3 separate regions of the Mus musculus genome follow, and regions 1 and 2 are each linked to region 3. A link is a contact called in public promoter capture Hi-C data. All regions are on one chromosome and are shown on one strand. The core of a region is the stretch at or near the end of the contact, and the rest is flanking DNA. Distances in the headings are between cores, read along the strand shown. Region 1 holds the start of Golph3 (golgi phosphoprotein 3). Region 2 holds the start of Zfr (zinc finger RNA binding protein). Region 3 holds the start of Adamts12 (a disintegrin-like and metallopeptidase (reprolysin type) with thrombospondin type 1 motif, 12).

Region 1 (3,645 bases), core at 114-2,613, 1.3 Mb after region 3:
TGGGACCTAGGCACTTACCCATTTGCTTGCCCATGTGGCGAGGCTCACTGGCAAGGAAGCCTCCAGGAATCTGCCTCTGCCTCCCAGATGCCAGTTTCTAATTTGTCCTCAAGTACTGTGCCCACTGACTACCTCCCCAACGAAGCTTCACATCTTACCCCATTTAAAAAAAAAAAAAAATCTCCGCAGGGACAGGAGCAACTAGCCGAACAGGCAGAGCCTGTACGCACAGCTTTGTGCTTTTTGGATTTAACCTTCTGAGTTAAATAACCATTTAATTTACAAAGGACATTTAAAGTCAGTTGGCAAAGAATGACCAGAAAGGTGAAGGAACAAAAAGGTGACGTGAATGGGAGAAACTGGCTGAGGACACATTTTTTTTTTTTTTTTTTTTTCAGGAAAAAGGGAAGGTAGCTTGGGGCTGTGGGTGGGAGGACCTACTGGGACTTACTGTCCCCGTAGGAGTTGAGACAACGTATTTGGGCGCGGGGAATATTCTGTCTAAACCTGGCTTACTCACTGCGTATGGTTACTGTTTATTTTAAATAATACTGGACAGACCTACGATACCGTTTTTGGATAATGTTTTCTCATAAGACCCGCCCTTCTACTTCTCCAAACCCTTCTCAGGTTTGGCAGTTTTTCCTTTAACTTGATTTGCACAAACTGCCAAAGGGATTGAACCTAGTAATTACATCGAAAATAGATTTAGGGCTACAAAGACGTGGCATGAAACTCAAGAGGTTTACTGTCGCTATAAAAGAATCCTAAGGTCGGCTGTCCTAACAGTACAGTGCGCCCTGACCACTTTACAGCCGCAGTCGGAGGTAGGAAAGTTTTACAAACACAATTCGTCAATTTGTTTAACCTCTCTACGCCAGAGCACAGTACATGAACAGCTTTAAACGCCCGAGTGTAGATGACTCCTTTTGAAACTCGGGAGTTTCACAGGCGAAGAGCCAAGTCCTCCCCGTAGGTAGTGAGGACCCGGGCTATAGTGGCTGATCCCCAGGGATGCTGAGGTCTCAGTGGGGTCCGCCCTAGCCTGGCCTCGGCTTCTGGGATCCAGGAGAGATCTCACTGGTCGCTGGCGCCAGGCCGGACCTTTAGAGTGAACTGAGAGGCGGATGAAAGCCGGGCAGGTCACCGATCGCAAACCTTTCGTCTCCAGACTCAGGGCCACTAGCGAGTCCAGAAGCTCAAGTGTCCGCCGAAGTGGGAGGCGGCTAGCCACGCCCCCCGCTCGCGCCGCTTCCGGCACCCCGGCCCCGCCCCGCGCCGGCGCTGCCACATCCTCCGGTGACGTCAGCGCGCGCCGCCATATTGGGAAGCGCCACCGCCGCCGCCGCCTCCGCTCGGGCTCCTGGGCTGTGTGGGGGGCCACAGCCGCGGGCTGAAGGCTCCCTTGTGTACCCCATCGACGCCCGGCCCGCCGGCTTCGCCCAGCTCCGGCTCCTCATGACCGCCTTCGGCCCCGCAGCCCACGGACATCGCCCCAGCTCCAAGAATTAACACGGAAGCTCCCGGGGCCGGGGCCGTGAGGGAGAGCCGGCCGGTCCCGCGTCCCTGTCGGTCCGGCGCGGCTCTTGTGCGGGAGCCATGACCTCGCTGACCCAGCGGAGCTCGGGCCTGGTGCAGCGGCGCACCGAGGCCTCCCGGAACGCTGCCGACAAGGAGCGGGCGGCGGGAGGCGGCGGCGGCAGCGGCGAGGACGAGGCGCAGAGCCGCCGCGACGAGCAGGACGACGACGACAAGGGCGACTCCAAGGAAACGCGGCTGACCCTGATGGAGGAGGTGCTCCTGCTGGGCCTCAAGGACCGAGAGGTGCGGGCGCCGCGGCCCCGGCCGGGGTGGCAGCCGGGGTGGCAGCGGGACCCGGGTGGCTCCAGGTGGGGCCCGGGTGGGCGCTGGCCGAGGCCTCACCTGTCCCTGCTTCCGGAGCCCCGCGCCCCTGAGCGCCCTCTCGTCCCAAGGAGTGTGGGAGTCAGCCCTCTCCGGCTGCGCTCCGAGTGCTCCCGATCCTCCCGGTACCAAGTGCTCGCTTGGGTTTTCCCGTCCTCTGCTCACAAGCACTCTTAGTTCCGAAGTCTTGGCGATCTTTGCGTTTCTTCTTCTTCGCCGTCTGCCGCAAATAATGGCAACTCCAACCCAAGACTGTTGAGATCTAAAGACTCGGGGCTACCGCGGCTCCCAAGTATTGAGTTTTTGCAGGTTTTAAGACCCGGGAGAGGTTCGCGGATCTACTTGCTGTCGGCCCTCTTTCTTATGTAAAACTTGAGTTGCGGCGCGCGGTTAAGAAATTAGCAAAGTTGTTTTTACTGGGTATTGTTTTAAAAAGTCAATACTAAGTTGATATAAAACCTAGGAAGTTACTTTTTGGATGAACTTGGTTTGAGCGAGCGATGAGTTAGTTTTGCGGTTAGATCTGCTGTCGTCCTTTCCGTTTTGCCATTTTAAGGGAGGGCTTGTGAAGAGCTGGGAGGAATACCAAGTTTGCGCTTTGATGAAAGACTGCAAAGATTTAGGTAGGCTTAAGTTGTGTTCTGACGTTTGGAAAGGTCACCCCAGATATTTAGGAATTTCACACATATAAGTTGAAAAAGTGCAAGTGTCCGTCTTTTAAATGTCTGGATTCTGTAGTTAATGTTTGATTGATTTTATTAATACCCATCCATCTCTAAAGATGATTATTTTTAAGGGCAGACTTGCAGGATTGGATGTTTCATAAATCATGTATGATGAGGTGGCCCGGAAGTTTGTTTCGTTTCAGTGTGGAAACTCTAGACAACACATTTTGAGAGTCAGACAGAAAGGTATTGGATCTTGTTTTTAAATACGTTTTCAGAATTCAGGAAGGAGGACAAGAAACAAACCAGAACAAAACTCAGTTCATCCTATAAAACAGTTTTTTAGTTCCTCAGACTTAGCAGCGGTAGAGAGCTGAGTTTTTCCAGGGACTGTTTGTGGTTCCCGGATATTAGATACTACCCAGGGAAGTGCTTCTTGATGCCTTAATACCATTCAGCTTGAAGACACTTAATGGCCCTCAGGCTGTGAAAGGGGCACAGTACCTGTTTAATTACAGTTATTATGAGGAATGCGGTGGTGTGTGTTTCATTTTTAGTTGTGGAGTGAAAAGCTAGATGTTAGTGTGTGGCAATGCGATTTTAGAGAGCATTCACTTAGGAAGTAATTAGATTTTGAAAGCAGGCTTCTTGTAATACACATTTATCTTTCCTTCCCTCCTTCCCTACTTTGGAACAAAACAGATTATGAGACATTTCTAGGAAGTACAAGAAAAACAAAATGAAGGTTACATTCCTGGGTCAGCATTTTGGTTCTGTATGCTAGAACTCGGTAAAGCTACAACGGAACAAAAAAAATTATTTTTGGTATTGTCACATTGAGAAACAATGGTGGAAAAATACCTTTTACTTTAGAAGCCTTACTCTGAATTTTTAATATAAAGCTGTTACCAGTTATTTTTCTGTGATTGGTTCCCGTGAAGATAATCTGAAGAATTTTTTGAATTTAATGCTACTACAACATTCAACTAGTTTTGTTTTGTTTTGTTTTTTAAACAATGGAAGTTCTTTGATGGCAGGTAACTGAGACCATCTGTTGTGGTTGTTTTGTATAAGTATA
Region 2 (3,718 bases), core at 868-3,367, 1.1 Mb after region 3:
ATCAACACTGTAACTCTATCCTCTCAAGACAAGCAGCCAAACAGAAAGCCAGCCCTTAACAGAAATCAACAATTGCCACCCGACTCTTCTCCTCCCATTTAATGCAAATAGCTTACTAGTGGTGAGGCTTATGGAAGCAGCTGGCTGCTTAGCTAGCCTAGAGACTTCATTGTTCCGTGAAGTTCAAGGCAAGTCACCTTTTCAACACAGTTCTAATGCCCCATATGTAGGAGATTTTTTTCCCCCTTAGCAACACAATTGGGAACCATCAGTGTTCTCGAAAACAATGACACTGATTTTCCCCCAAAGCCCTACATTTTCCCTTTGAAATGAGAAAAAAGACAAACCAGGCAGGTTCTCAGAACCTGTACTGTTGTAGGAGGTGTGGGGGTTGACGCCAGTGGGGACTGAGGCAATGTTTGCCTTAGGTAGACTAAAGCGCTGATTTCCACGGGTGAGTTCTGATTCACTCTGACTGTTTTAAGGCTCATCAGACTTAAGAGATAAGCAGCAGGGGGCTGCTGGATGGCCACGAGGCAGGTGAGAGGTGAGGTGCAGCGCTTCCTAGGCCTTGGTGGAGGCAGGGTAAGAGCAAGACGACAGAAATCAGTCCAGGAGTGGCTGGGAGAGGGGATGGAAGGGGAGGGAGAGCCCAGCGGAAGCAGTATAGTGAGTGCCAGGTCTCCAGGTCAGCCAGCAAGACCCTAACTAAAGGAGAAAGAGAGAGAGAGAAGAGAGAGAGAGAGAGAGAGAGAGAGAGAGAGAGAGAGAACGATCGCTAGCTCAGGTCATCTCAGCTCCATCCCTAGCAGTAGAAAAGAAATGGGCGGGGGGGGGGGGGGTGGAGGTGGGGGAGGTGTGACTGAAAATGGCCTGAGACAATACAGAGATAACACTAAAGCATCTGTAATGAAGACACAGTTGCATGCAGTAAAGAACTATTTATAAAGTATTGATCCTGACCCAGGGAGACCTGGCACTCTTTTGAAGCTCAGGTAAGGAGTGAATAGGTGGGTAGTTTCTATTTTGAAACACTGTCTCCCTCTGTAGTGTAGGCAGGTCTAGAACTCTGGGAAATCCTCCTGTCTCAGCCTCTCCAATGATGGGATTTATAGGTGTATGCCCCTCTACCCAGGAAATCTAAGACTCTCACAAAGACATTTGAACTGGTCATCCCCGCACTCAGTTCTAGCCAGAGTGACTTCCTTGATACTCTATAGACTTCTCCACTGCCCTTCCTCCAGGTAGCTACCTGGGTGGTTTTCTTGCTTCTGTCAGGTCTCTATTCCAGGGCTTGCCCTAACCGCCCGAACTCCCCTTATCTTCATTGTCCTGTTTTTATTCCTAATACTCCAGTCCCACCCACCACATTTTCTATGTTTTTGGCTCTAGTGTGTCATAAGACTTCCCAGAACAAAAATTCCATGTGAACAGGGATTTTGTTTTGCTCCTACAACATGTCACGTTTCGTTTCTGGCATCTACAACGCCCAACACCTTGTTGGGGGCCGCCAACATGACCCTGAAAGGCTCCTTGTCTGTGAGGTGGGGCGGGGTCTTGGCAAAATGTGTGACCCCTGTGACAGGCAGGGTTCTGGGCAGATGCTTGGTGCAGCACTTCCTCTGCTCTTTTCCCCCCCATCGTTGTCTCCTCCCCTTTCCAAAGGCCAGTGACAAGCAACAGGAATTAGGCCAGCTCAAATGTTAATGGAAATTAAAGGAGAGAGGAGGGCTGAAAGAGAGAACAAACGCAGCCGCAAAAGTAAAGGAAACCGGTGAAAAAGTAAGGCGGCGAAAAGGCCAACAGACGTCACGCTATCTGGTCACGCTGCCCGACTCCCCCGCGGCCGAGCGAGGCGCTCTTCCTCCGCCTTGTAGCCTCCCTGCAGCGGGTGCGAGTCACCATCGCTTAGGATAAGGCCGGGCCCGTAGTCCCACGAGAGAACCCCACATCCGCACCCCAGAAATCCGCTCCTCGGGGGGCCCTGCGCCAGCCCCCGGGTGGGGGGTGGGGGGGTTGGCGCGGGGCGTAAGGACTACATCTCCCAGGATGCATCGCACTAGCGCGCTTGCGCGGTGCGGCCGGCGGCGGCGGTCTGTTCTCCGCTGAGGAGGAGTGGGGCAGAGGAGGGAGGCAGCGGGTGAGAGTTCAGAGTTCAGCAGCAGCAGCCCGAGCCCATGATTCCCATATGCCCTGTAGTTTCTTTCACCTATGGTGAGTCTAAATGTGGCCCGTGGAGGCCTCTGCCATGCCCTGCCCCGGCCCTGGGCGGCGGGTAGGCGCGGGGGTTGGGGCCAGCTCCGGGGAGGAGGCGGCGGCCGCCACCCGGGCGTGCGAGTGAGTGAGGGAGTGCGGGGAGGGAGGCGGACGGCGGCGCGGCCGCGGTCCCCGCCGGCCAGGGCGGCTTCTCACGGCCCCTTTTCTCTCCCTTGCCATCCCTCGGCACCCCGACCCCTTGACGGCTGCCCTCCCGCCATGGGACCTGACTCTCCGTGCCCGCCGCAGTGCCCAGCCGGCTGGGGGAAGATGCCAAAATGGCGACCGGCAACTACTTTGGATTCACCCACAGCGGGGCGGCGGCGGCGGCGGCTGCGGCCCAGTATAGGTAACGGCTCCCCGCCTTCTCCCTTTTTCCTCTTCCCTCCGCGCCCCGCGGTCCGGCTCCCGCCGACGCTCCGGCCCCGCGGCCGCATCCGCCCCCGCCCCCGCCGCACCGCCCCGAGAGCCCGGGTCCCCGCGGCAGGCGCGGCCGGGAGCCCCCCGCACCCTCCCCACACCCGCCCTTCCCTGCCGTGTCGCACTCGGCCTCCGGCTCCGGCGGACAGCGGCCCCCGGAGGGGCCGAGACGGGGGAGGGATGACTGCGGAGGGGTTGGGGACGTGGAGGGCCTTGGACGGCCCCGGAGGTAAAATGGCCTCCCGCGGCCTTGGAGCGGAGCCGAGCCGCCCGCTGCGGCCCCTCGGCTTCCCGGGTCCCCGCCTCCACCCTGTCACCCCCCCACCTCTTATCTTCCCTTTGGCTCGGGGAATGGAGAGAGAGTGAGCCGAGGGGCCTCGCGCGGAGTGCGGAGTCAGCGGCCTCTACCGCGACGCCCCCGGAGCCCAGATCACACAGCAGGTCTTTGTCGGTACCTTCCCTTGGCCCTGGGTCCCCGACGCCACCAACCACCCCCCTGCCCCCAGCCCCTCAGATTAACTGCCACTTTGCCAGCGTCATCGCCTCCATCTCATTCCCTTTGGGTTTTCTTGCTCGCGGAGATGTTAATATGCCAACCACCTGTGAATCGTTTAGCTGTTAGACCGAAAAAGATGTGCGAAGTTCCTAGGGTAGATGATGCGTGTGTAGCCTTTGGAGCCATTGAGGACGGCTCCAAGTGGACCGGTGGTTCTCCTTTGAGGTCTTCCCCCCTGCCCCTCGCCCCGCCCGGGGAAAAAGAAAATGCCAGTGACTGTATACCGAGTAGTTGTGGTGCCTGGGATGAATCCTCTACCTCCAGATAGCTGTCATTGCTAAAGTAGCTGTAATTCCTTATACATCTTATCGCAGAAACAAGAGGCAAAACCCTGTATTTATTGGACCGTCATGAATCAGAGTAAGACAGCTAGTCGCTTGGTTCATGCAGTAAGCATACAGTTTTATGTGTGCCTTAGCATATTTAGGATCATGGTTAAATTCAGATAGCTTTTTCATCCCATTTACCTTAGGAGAGTCATGTATT
Region 3 (3,903 bases), core at 260-2,759:
ACCTAGTAGCCAGACATCTTGCTGAAGGTGTGTGATTGGCTGTCAGCCAAAGAGCCCTCCATACATGAGGCCAAATTCCTTCTGAATGGAATAAGGGCGGCGGGGGGGCTGGGGGGTGGGGGGTGTTTGTTTCAACCCAGAGGTAAAGAATTTTGGCTGGGTTATCCTGGATCATTCTCAAGATGCCTGGTAACTCCTGCTCTGTGACATTCTCTCAATGAGGAGAAAGTGAGTATCTGAATGGATACTCCAAACACACACACATACACACACACACACACACACACACACACACACACACCACACATACCACACACACATACACACCACACACACACACATACACACCACACACACATATACATACATACACACACACACACCACACACACACACCACACACACATACCACACACACATACACACACACATATACACACACACACCACACACACACCACACACACACATACACACATATACACACACACACCACACACATACACACACATACACACACACATACACACACACACACCACACACACACATACACACACACACATACACACACATACACACACACATACACACATACATACACATACACACCACACACACACATACACACACCACACACACATACATACACACACACCACACACATACACACACATACACACACACACACCACACACACACACATACACACCACACACACATACACACACACACTCATACACACACATATACACACACACACTCATACACACACACACACACACACACACACACACACACACACACACACACACACACTGCTGCAGCTGCCACTGCCTATGCTCAAGGCCTTCCCCTGTTGGGGCTGAAATCTTTCTGCATGTTGCTAGTGTGCTGCTGGTGGAGGTATTACAGAGAGAGGGTAGGATTTGAAAAGAAAGCAGGCACTGACCTATAGCCACAGAAGGCCTCTCAAGCATTTGATCCACGTACCCCTTCCTGCAGAGGAAGAGACTTGTCCAGGGTCAAGACAGCAGATTAGCTTGGATCATTTCCTGTGTGACTTGGCAAAGAGAAAAAAATTGCTTATTAGTTGTTAAGTGGAAATCTTAGCCTGCCCTGGAAGAAGAGCACAGAGGTTGCTAGAGGGTGGGGAGTCTTGACAGAATAGGGTACATTCAGGGTCTGGGAGGAGCTAAGAAGGATGCTGAGTAGGGTCCCCTCTGGCCCATAACTCACTATTTGTAAGTACATTTCATCCTGTGTAAAGGAGATGGGGGGGGGGGCGTGTTGTCCTAGGAGCCTCTGACGGCTCTTACTCTAGTTTCTTCCTGGCCAGCTGTCTAGGGTCTCCCCTATTTGGCCCGCATGCCCAGGCTCTGAGCCCGGAGGGAGGAGCTTGAGGGAGGAGGGCGTCCCCAAGGAAAATGTGTTAGCTGGCTGGAGGCCTGTCGGGTGGGGAAGCAGAGGGGTGGGGATCTGGGGTGGGCTGAGCCCCTTGGCTCTGACCCAGTCCATGCTCTGGCCCGCAGGAAGAAGAAGCTGTCAGCTCATTCACTCCCCTTTCAGGACAGGGAGAGAATAAAAGCTCTCTGGTCCCATCGGCTTCAAAAAGCCACTAGAGCCTCCTGGTCAGCTTGCGGGCCGCTCCCTTCCCATGCTTGGACCATGTTCTCGGGCGTCTTTCTGTGCGGACACAGGCGAGGACTGGATATCTGCAGCTGAGAGCTAAAACTTTTAAAACTTTTCTTCTCCCCAACAACTGAACCATGCCATGTGCTCGGGGGAGCTGGCTGGCCAAGCTCTCGATCGTGGCTCAGCTTATTAATTTTGGGGCTTTTTGCCACGGGAGACAAACTCAGCCCTGGCCGGTTCGCTTCCCAGACCCGAGGCAAGGTTAGTGGCTTTTCTTTATTTGTTTTTCTAACAGTGGAGTAGGACAGTGGAACTTGGTCTGTTCCCTTCCCCCACCAGGCAGGGCTGAACTCTAAGCCTTCTGGCCTGTCTAAGGAAAACTGCTGTGTGCTCAGGCTCGGATTTCCTTCTCTCCTAGGGCTTAAGGGTGCACACTCAGGGGTGACACCCTGCTTGGAAAGACCCAAGAGTACGCTCGCTCCCCGAGCCCCTCCCCTCCACTTTCCGCTTCCCCCCTTTGCAGACTGTGACATGGGAAATTATTTTTAATAAAGAGACCCAGCTGGTCACGGACAGTCATGGCAAATGTTTCCTTCATTTAAAACTTCATTTTAAGTCTGGAAGGTAGAAATTTTATTCTGGCCTCCTGCTGAGCACACTTGGCTGTGTTTTGGTTTCCTGGAAAGATTTAGGGTTTTGTTTTTTTCAAATGACATTCCTACTGGGGAGAAATTTGCCTCCTGGGGACTCCCGGTTGTCTGTCTTGCTTTGCAGAGTTCCAGGACAGCCAGGGCTACACAGAGAAACCCTGTCTCGAAAAAAAAAAAAAAAAAAGACTTTTCTCTGTCTAAATTTAGTGACGCATGCGTGTATTCTGAAAGAAAGCACTGGGAGACCGTGAAGATGGTTTATATTGGAATTCACTCCTCCTATTAGTATTGTTGTGGGGTCGTCATCATCTTCATCCGTAATGCCCAGGCCAAAGTGGTGCCGTTGCCTTTGTTTGTTTGTTTGTTTGAAATTGAACCTAGAAGAGTTTCATGTTCAGAGAGGACTACAACTTCAAGGTGTTGTCAGAGCAGGGGGGCTGGGAGGCTTGGAGAGATGGGGAGTGTATGAGCTCCGGGATGGCCTGCCAGCCCCTCCCACTACTGACAATGTCCTTCTGGGGTTCTGGTACTATGGCTACCATGCCTAGTTTACAAATGGGGACACTGGAACTTGGGGACCTTATGAGCTTAACTATGAAGCACATTCTTGAGCCAGGTATCCTACTTAAAATCATGCAGCCATAGAATGATAGCAATAGCAGGGATAATGTGCGCGCGCGCGCGCGCGCGCGCACACACACACACACACACACACACACACACACACACACTCACATGCATACACGCACTTGTCCACGTTTAAGGGATTGCTAGCAGTGTGTTTTGCCCACGCTGCAAAGTGAAATGCTGCCTAAGAATTCCTCTGCGGTGGCTTAGAGAGCAACCAGATGAAAATCCCTCTCTCCCTTTGCTTTACTTGGAAGCCAGAGTAGGCAAACACTGGGGTTAGATGTCAATCAGCCAGCACTTGTTTGTGTAAATGGTCCAGATACCATCTCAAGCCCCCAAGTTTAAAATAGCAGCTTTTGTTGTTCTTTGAAAAACAGTGCCTTTGTGAAAGGTCCCTGTTCTGGGGCAGCACAAACAAAGCCCACCAGCACTTCCCTGGGCATGCGGAGATGATTTCCTTCAAAGACACATTCTCCTGGGTGAGCTTTCCAGCTCTGCTTGCTTCGCATATTTGTAAGGGAAAATTCATCCTGGTGTACAGCAGACACTGCTGGGCCTGCCTTGTTGCTCTGGAAAGTGGGCTGTGACTCTTTTCCCTAGTGACCTTTGGGGGATATGCTGAGAGTAATTGATATTCAAAAGTAGCTTTAAAGTCCACTAAACTTATTAATCATGCAGATGTATTTCGATTTAAAAATGCCTTCAGTTTTTAAAAGCATTAATCTTTCCATCAGTCTTCATTAATACACTTACAAGTGGTTGATTCTTTAAGAGAAGAAGAAATTTCTCTGTGGATTTCCACTGAGGGGCAGGGGAGGGGAGGGAAGGGAGGGAAAGTGAGGAGAAGGGAGGGGAAGGAAGGGGAGAGCTAGAGAGGAGAGGAGAAAGAGGAGGGAAAAGGAGAAGGGAAGAGAGAGAAGAAAGAATAGGGGAGGGGAGGAGAGGGGAGGTAAGGGAAGAAGAGCTAGAGAGGAGGGGAGAAAGAGGAGG

The links. Promoter capture Hi-C pulls out the DNA fragments that hold promoters and counts their contacts.
Region 1: a contact with region 3 is called in a promoter capture Hi-C map of the 3T3-L1 cell line, with 3 times the contacts expected there. The contact joins the promoter of Golph3 here to the promoter of Adamts12 in region 3. A contact is called at or near these places in 2 of 39 promoter capture datasets (the 3T3-L1 cell line and hippocampal neurons).
Region 2: a promoter capture Hi-C map of liver shows a contact between it and region 3, with 5 times the contacts expected there. The contact joins the promoter of Zfr here to the promoter of Adamts12 in region 3. A contact is called at or near these places in 3 of 39 promoter capture datasets (the 3T3-L1 cell line and liver) and 1 of 115 datasets of contacts at active chromatin or transcription factors (astrocytes).

The regions. Positions count from the first base shown.
Region 1 is chr15:12,320,133-12,323,777 of GRCm38.p6, forward strand. Golph3 (golgi phosphoprotein 3) reads left to right here and starts at 1,364. Exons shown (of 4, transcript NM_025673.2): 1 at 1,364-1,824. The coding sequence starts at 1,600. It overlaps Gm52210 (a long non-coding RNA gene), which reads right to left and starts at 446. Exons shown (of 2, transcript XR_003951630.1): 1 at 1-446.
Region 2 is chr15:12,115,734-12,119,451 of GRCm38.p6, forward strand. Zfr (zinc finger RNA binding protein) reads left to right here and starts at 2,118. Exons shown (of 20, transcript NM_011767.2): 1 at 2,118-2,214; 2 at 2,506-2,605. The coding sequence starts at 2,178.
Region 3 is chr15:11,063,264-11,067,166 of GRCm38.p6, forward strand. Adamts12 (a disintegrin-like and metallopeptidase (reprolysin type) with thrombospondin type 1 motif, 12) reads left to right here and starts at 1,510. Exons shown (of 24, transcript NM_175501.3): 1 at 1,510-1,894. The coding sequence starts at 1,768.